Linked DNA regions of Rattus norvegicus: region 2 is linked to region 1. The links are chromatin contacts, called in public Hi-C maps. All regions are on one chromosome and are shown on one strand. Each heading gives the region's core, a stretch centred on a gene start, on an enhancer-like site or on the middle of the called end of the contact. The rest is flanking DNA. Distances are from core to core; before and after follow the strand shown.

Evidence for each region. Hi-C and Micro-C count contacts between places; a contact is called where the count stands out from the background.
Region 2: a Hi-C map of liver shows a contact between it and region 1, with 9 times the contacts expected there. The contact joins two enhancer-like sites. A contact is called at or near these places in 8 of 12 Hi-C or Micro-C datasets (the A7r5 cell line, the Rat2 cell line, Schwann cells and 4 more).

The regions. Positions count from the first base shown.
Region 1 is chr2:23,888,217-23,892,691 of GRCr8, forward strand. The region is part of intron 5 of Atg10 (autophagy related 10); the gene reads right to left. Among named protein-coding and RNA genes, the nearest start is that of Rps23, 76 kb to the left of the region's middle. Within about 2 kb of position 1,800, at least 3 of the 93 cell types and tissues checked have an H3K27ac peak or open chromatin away from gene starts, as enhancers often do. A contact at or near this core is called in liver, where this site is marked.
Region 2 is chr2:24,000,853-24,004,863 of GRCr8, forward strand. The region is part of intron 3 of Atg10 (autophagy related 10); the gene reads right to left. Among named protein-coding and RNA genes, the nearest start is that of Atg10, 130 kb to the right of the region's middle. Within about 2 kb of position 2,694, at least 7 of the 93 cell types and tissues checked have an H3K27ac peak or open chromatin away from gene starts, as enhancers often do. A contact at or near this core is called in liver, where this site is marked.

The sequences.
Region 1 (4,475 bases), core at 550-3,049:
AATGACACGGGGAGAAGGGTTGTGCTTGACTATCTAGAACACTTGTAAATATATAAAGTATGTCCTGACAGGTAGGGCAAGAGTCTGTGACTTTTCAAAACTAGTATGCTTCAAAGCTCTAGTTTCTAGGAACAGGCTTGTATTATCTGACATGAGTCTCTTCTACAAGCTGCTGGTTGAGTCTCAAAGGGCCACAGAAGTAGGCCATAGAAAATCAAATTAACTAAAGCTCATATTTGCCTGAGCTCCTGCATTGATCGGTGTATAGTGTTAACATACACCTCAGAAAAACTCTATTTACCCTGCAAAGGGTCTGAAAAGGAATATCAAGGAAGTGGCTAGTGAGATGGTTCAAAGGTTAAAGGGGCTTGCCATCAACTGTGACTATCTGAGTTCTATCCCCGGGAACTACACAGTAGAAGGTGAGAACTGACTCCAACCAGCTGTTCTCCGACTGCCTGACCTCCACACAAACAATGATAAAAACTGAAATACAACGAAAAATTGAAACAGGAATATTAAGTCTAGATATCGACCTACAGAACTGTATCTTTGATATCCTGATATGAAATTTACTCACAAACAAGGTGGCATCCAAACTTTCAACACGAAGCATAGTATGAAATAAAAAACAAAAACGAATGTGCACACGCCGACTCACATAAATGTAATAAGCAGTAAACATGCTTAAGACACACACATTTCCTCTTATTCAATTTTCTAAGTACAGAATGACATCCTGGGATGTTCTCCATAAAGGCCAGTTCATCCAAGCTCCATCTCTCCTCCTCCGCCACAGGGCAGGGATGGGCTCAGCCAGCCTGCCTGGAGCAAAGCAAGGCCCTAGAAGGCTCCTGCCCCAGCTTACTACCTATGTGGGAGCATGCCAAGTACTCAGGGAAGTAAGAGATGTGTCAGTGAAGTCTCTTATGCAGGGCTGAGAGGTTCTGACTTCTATGATTTACACAGCTTCAGAACTTGTTAAAAAAAAAACACACTGTTTTCAAGCAAAGTGGGTATTCAGAGAAACATATATTATAGAGATAATTTCATGTCTGTTATATCTTCACTTTTCAAATGTTTTTGTTTATGTGTACCTAAACACTATATACATGTCATTTTCAGTGTACTGTACAAACTGGTGATCGTAAATGAAACTACTACATAACTCTCTTAGATGTTTTCAACGGAAGATACATACCCACCATCATTCACTGAAAAACACACAAACTCTTGGATCTTTTATTTTTCTCTCTGTCATATTTCCATCCTACTTTTTATCTCAATATATATTTTATGTTTAAAATAATTTCATTGATCTTTATGTAAAGCTTAAAACAAATATATATAGAGAACATATATATTTTTCAGAAAATATTATATTGAGTATCTGATTTAATTGGCACTGAAAATTTTCACTAGTACTTAGTTGGTTGAAATAACAAATATATTTAAATTTTAATAAGGGAGGAAGCATACAAAGCAAAAGTAATTTTTGAAACTACGAGTAAAAGCATCGTATAGCATACATAAGTATTAGCACCTATTTTCATCAGTACATAAATATTTTCTATTAGTACAGTTTTTCATATGTATATAAATCACCATGACCATTTCAATATCCTACTATCATTATCCCCATCTTATAGATAGGAGAAGAAAGCTTAGATGGCTCCTCGGAGACTCTCTGTCTCCATATCCGAAGCACTTACCTACCTCCTCTGCTCCCTTATACTGAAAAGTATAATCTGGGCCGTGGGGTGCCATAAATGAAGTTGCCAAGTTACTGCTTGTTCAGTGTCCTGGTATGAGCAAAGCTCAAAGGGCATGGGGCAGGGGTGGAAGGGGAAAATCTCTGCTTCAAGTGTCTCCACAGTCAGGGTTTTTGAGCGGGTATCTATGAAAGTTGGAGATATAAAATCATTTCCCTCAAAGCATTATTCTCCTATATCTATTCAGAAGACAGTGTGAATATCAAGGGAACACCCCATTTTAAGGGCCGATGTCTACTCAATCTGAGATACAATAGAAATTAGAGAAAGTTTTGTAAGTCATTTTAATGCTTTTGAAACTAATTTTAATTAAAATTTAAATCATTTTAACCCCTGAATTTCATCTTAAAATGGCAGTCAGTGCCAACCTGGAATGACATGAATGCTAAAATGTAACAGCATGGTCGTAATCATAACTATAATCTACATGGTTGGCTTATAATGATGATATGCAATGCATGAGAAGACAGCAGGTCAATAATAGAGCTGTGCACACAACGCTCCTTTCAAACTCGGTATTTGCATTTCTATTACTGAGATCATTTCCTAATAATGAAGTTGCCATGAGAGAAGCCCCATTACTAAGGAAGCAGGGTTACAGAAACAGCATTATTAAAGCATCGCTGTGTACAGGAACTTTTATTAGGATGATACAAGTTATACATCATTGTAATAAAGTTCCTATTATAACTTTAATTGCGTAAAGCTTGTTTAGATATAGCAATGTGAGAGCTGCAGGACTTTTAATAAACTATCAAAATAATGCTCGGGTAATAGGATTGTTTAGAATATTAATACTTCAGGGAAGACCAAGCTCACTAATGGATGGCGTTTATTTCACTGATTATACATGGTCTATCAAAAATTAAAATGGAAAAAAGGGGAAGAGATGAGACATGATCTCTGATGCAGTATGCTAATATATGCGTGGAAACACATGCATTAGCTCTCCTTAATATAACAAATCAATATCTCCAATTCATTTGTTCATTCAATGACTATAATAATTAAAAACTTTAGTGCTCAGGTTGAAGGCCGGCTGGCAATCCAAATGCTAGCAACACAGTGAGAAAACCCACAGACATGCTGACATATGTTGAGAAGTGCCTGTCTGAAAAATGAGAGGCACACGAGCTCTGAGAACTTAAATACACACAGGCACACATACCTTGAGTTGACTTTACATGATTAATTCCTTCCCTTCAACCAAGAAACAGCGTTACACGTCACATGCGTACTCACTCTAAGACGCTTGTGCTCACTGTCTGTGATATTGTGATGCTTCAGAGTCATAGCTGCAAGTTAAAATTGTACTAAGGTCCAAAACAGGGGACTTTAGTATATGGGCTATTTGTTTATACTTCTTGATTATCTTTTCAAATGTTCTCTAATAGAGTCAGTCTTGGGCTGTTCTGTCTGGAAACATGCAGAGCATCCACCACCAGAGTCCGCCAGAGAGCCATCCACCACACAGTAGGCATGGAGACTTTATACCTGCTGCAGCCCTGGAAACAGGCAGAGACTGGCATAAACTGAGGAGATGGAGACTATGGCCAGCGCTATGGCCACTGCACCCTCCCACTCTATAGAGTAGCCAAGGTCACTGGTTCTAGACTCTTGTGACATGTCTAGGAAGCAACGGGGAGGGGGAGGGGGGCTCATTTGCAATCTGCTTGAGGAGCGAAGTGTTTTCCTTCATAAGAAAGCGTCTCCTTTCCACAGCCTTCTTCATCTGGTCAGCTTAAAACCCAGGATGTTTCTCTTCCCTGCTGACTCACGTGATCATAGGTGACTGTGAGCAGAAGCTCCTCTGATGTCACAGCTCTCAAGTCTTTGCGTTAACTGAGGGGCACTGTGAGAGCTGGTATGTTCGTTTGTAAGATTACAACATTCCCCTTCAAATATGATCTAGTCAAACTACTTTGCACTGGCAACGAGGAAATCTATTTCTTGAATTCGCAAATCTTGGAATCTTTTACTTTGTACTTTTTCATATTGAACAAGTACAGGGCTCAGCGGTGTCAGCTGACGAAACATCTGCCTGTCTGCCACGTTGCTGACACCCGATTATTTGTAGAAATAACAGTTTTCATGCATAAGACAAAAAGTTTAAACCATGTAATTTTGAAAAATCCAACTTAGGCATTCCTTTGGTTTTACAATTTACAGCAGACACAGACCTTTTTCTTTAACTCAAGGAAGGAGAGCAACCCCTTCTGTCTAATTGAGACCTCAGAGAAACACCACCTCGCCACGGCGACGGGAAGAGCGTCTCAGATGGACGCCTTCGGAGGCTCAGAAGTAACCTTCATTGAAGGAGGGGTTTTGGAATCTATGTTCACTTCATTGCTCTTATCCCCTTATTTCTCCAAAGCACCATTGAGCATCTCACAAAGCACAGCTTCCACCAAACACCCCCATTTCCTTCTACCACTGGAAGACAAACAGACCCCAAACAGACTCTGGCAGGCACCTCTCCTCAGGCCTTCTTTGCTTTGGGTTCTTCATTTTCTCCTTTTCCATTCAATACAGAAACTCAGATACTAACATGACATCATCCCTTGCTCAACCCTTTTGGGAACAGAAACCTCTTTCAACAACCAATCAGAGCCGTGGGTCACAGGATAATGCCTGATTAATGTATTTGGGTTTTGCCTGGCTAAAAATCTATACCTATATGATAAAGTTCCAACTGCGAAGCCC
Region 2 (4,011 bases), core at 1,444-3,943, 110 kb after region 1:
CAGTTCAAGAACTGTAAACATCAAGAGCACAAAGAAAGACGCGCAGGCCCAGCTTCCTCGGACCCTGCACTTCCTGGGAACAACAAGGAACTCACCAGTGAGCTCACGTGGAAATCACCCATTTATAAGACAAGGGTTGTCTTTGAAAATTGTTTATAAAGAAACAAAACTGACCTTATTGTTTTAATGATAATTTATGTTTATGTTTCTGCTTTTTTAACTAAACCACCAACTTTACATAAAAACTCCTTATTTAAGAATAAATTTTTTGAGATATAGAATAGAATGAGGTCCTTTTACTTTCTAATTCATGTTTATGTTTTAAAAGTCTGATCCAGGACATAAGGGGTTAAACTCTTCTTGTGTTTCTAAACAGAGTTATTCTGAGTACCCTGAAGGCATTTAATTCCAAAACAGGAAGCCACAGAGAGGAACACTTGGTTACACTAATGTTATGCAGATCTTTTGGAACATATTTTCCTAAACACTTGCTGAAAGGGCCTTTTCTATAGAGTGAGCATGCCATCACATGAAGCTGGAGAAGGGCCCCCAGTTAGCACAGCACTAACTCTCAAACTGTTCTAGGTTACTCCTTTGTGTCCTCCATTTCAGTTGTTTAAAATGGCTTTCTGCTCCTTCACAGGAAAAAAATGAAATAAAACTAGCTAGCGGCCAGGGAGCGATTGTTTACACCTGCAGCTATTCTACACACACACAGACACACACACGTGCATACACATATATGCACACACATACACATAAACACACATAGCTATTATATCGGTTATAATGACTTTTTAAAAGATGACATAGTAAGATTAACATAAGATCAGCAGAGGCACAACTGTTTAAAGATCAATGTCCTATTTTAAAACAAATAGCTGTGGGATAGGTTTTTCGTTCTATTATAAAGCCCCCTTTGCCTAGCATGTTAAAGGAGATCTCACCCTTGTAACAGAAACAACAAAACACCACAGATGAGGGGATTTCTGTAGCTAAGAGGTGGGCAGAAGGGAACTTCCTCTGCTGTGGACCAAACCACTTAACACTGTGTCGCGGCTGTCTCCAACACCCTGTGTGAGTAGCCGACTGCCTACAGTTCCCCTGCTGACCGGCTGAGGTAGGTAAGGACACTTTAAGTCCCTGAGGTGTGCTGTGGAAAAAGAACCCACACTAAGGTGAACAAGCTCTCGCAGATACCTGACTTCATACTCCATTTCAAGGCCGTTTTAAAAGAACAGCTCCCTTTCTTAGCTTCCTGGCTTATATTCAGCTGTGTTTTAGAGAAAGACAATGATCACTGAGCCATTATCCTTCTGTGCTAGAAATTAAGGCTTCGTGCACATTATCCATGAAGATGAAGTGCGGCAATATTAAAAGCACCAGGCTAGTCAGAGAAAGCCAGATAGGAAAAACGACGTGTGCTTTTGGCTCTGCTTCCATTCAATCCATTTACATAACTGTTTACTCCATTCTTCGTTTTAGGCACTAAGACTTTTGTGGCTATGGGATGTGAAGGAGTTCAAGCAGTTCTTTCAGCCCATTCTGCATATGTAGAAAACTGGTTTTCTTTAAGAACTTTTGTGTGAATAAGAACGAGGGTATAACTACTATAATGGGGTGCTACTGTCATTCTTATACAAAAATCCTGACATCTACCCTCTGCAGCTTCTAAGAGAAGAGGGTGCCTGATGAGTGGGTGCCTCTCCCTGGCGTGAGTGCCACGGGACCACGGAAGTCAAGCACAGAGTAGATGACAGACGCCAGTGGAGTACAGAGGTTATTAACTTCCAGACTTGCTGCCATCCGGCCTTGAAACTACCAAGTTTCTATCTCGTGAGTAACACTGTCCAATCTTAGATTTAAACGTGGACTTGCAGCTCACAAGTGTGTCCTTTAGTACTCAGAGGGCATCATCACCCAAATGCACAGTTACATACATAGCTATAGAAAACAACCCTTACAGCTCAGAAGATCCAACAGCAATTCTGTTATACAGTGAGTCATTTCACTTTAAACTACTCAATGCTTTATTTCCAAATGAGACAACATGGTTCTGGAGCTGTAAATTAGCAGGCTTAGGCAATACCCAAGAAGACATCTTGAAGTGTGGAAGGAAAAATATTCAAAAAATGATTTAGTTTACTTTAGCATCATATAAACCCAATGATGAACGAGCATAGAGACTTATGATGTGGCTTAGTATTCAAAAAACAGTTACACCTGGAGCATTCCTTATGGTGTGTCAGTTGTCCAAGTAGCCAGCAACAGTATATAGCAAACTACGAATGAAAAGAAATTCTGTGGAAAATACAATACTTTGGCTGACGTCCACATGCAAATGTGTGGTGGTGTCAGATACTGCCACTAGTGGGTATTTGTTCTAACTGCTAATTCTTTCTGGACAGATGCAACATAAATGACCTCCAAACAAATCAATAGTACCACGGTTATTTCGAAACACCTACGAAAGCCAATAAACACCAGACGTTCTGAAACAAAGCTATATTTAACTGGATACGATATTGTATTCAGATGTTATCCTCCCAGTAATAGGTACCCTCTAGGATTATTCAATAATAATCTTGAAGAGCTTTACCAAGAAAAAGACTTCTACGTCCCTTCAGACAGGTCTCTCAAGATGAGATCTTTCCACTCCCCTGAAAAGTTAACCGAATACAGCAGGGGTCAGAGCTTTGAGCTGAACCTCCCTCTCTCTCTTCCCTTCAGTTAATTCCCGGGTTACAGCCAAAGGGAAACAGTCTTGCTGACTGTTCCCTAGTAGCTGGAGATTCATAGTAGGTGAAGACCGGGCTTAAATAAACTGCCTGAAGAATACAGAGAAAAACAAATTACACGTGCTGACTTATGTCATTTTTGTAACTATACATTTTTTATCCAAAATTGAAAAACCATTTAAATTGATGGTTAGTTTTAAAAACAAAGAGAAAAATAGAATGAGCTAGTATCTACATAAAACTTGGATACATTTACAGACAAAAGAAAACACAAGAGAATATTTAGCATGTGACACATTCATATAGGAAAAAGAAGCAGAATGCTGCTGTTAGCAGTCCATCGGCAGTGACTACTAGAAACATCGAGAGGACCCTGTGACTCTAAGCTTGCTCGGATTCTTGATGCCCAGATCACGACACACGGACGTCAGCACCCTCCGAAGACTAATGCAGCTGTAACGAACAGGTGTAGATAACTCCATGCCAGGCATACATACATGCATTACACTCTAGCATAGACTTCTAGAACATTAGTCTTTGTGAGGGACCTGAAGGCCAAGTGGGAAGAAAGAGGAGGGAGAAAGGCTGTGGCTACGAACAAGCCACAGATATGTACTAGACACGTGTCCAAACTCGTGTGGAACGGCTAACCGGAGTGGACATGGCATCAGGGCTAGGTTCAATGCGGTCCTCATCAAAGCCATTTGCTTCTTCATATTAGATGCTGTGTTGCTGTGTGTAAAGCTTTACACATTATTTTACATCTACCTAGAACATGGAAATAGTTAAAAAAAATATTTCTAGAATTTTCTTTTGAAACCAGAACATTTATTTTATGATTGATGGAAATCCTCAAGATGATCTGGATGCTGCAACAGCTGCCCTCTTGGGTCTAGGTGTTGTTCCTGAATGGAATCCATGTCTGAATTGGCGGTAGACGATCGATCTTTAGGTCCCTCATCCGACCAGTCCCGGGGGCGTTTCATCTCTTTGCCTTAGCACTCCAGCTACTTTCTCTTGCGCTTGGCAGGGTAGCCGCATTTGCCACAGGTCAACTTCTGAAGGCCTCAGAGCCACAGCATGTGCGTCTTATCGAGACACTTTCCAAAGGATGATGCTCCTTTCATCATCTTGCTTCTACTGGCAAGGCCAAAGAGCATATTTCTAGAATTTAACCTCTCATAATTCTTATGTCCTCATAAGTTTTGAAATATTCATTTACCATTATTATTATTATTATTATTATTATTATTATTATTATTAGGCACATGTC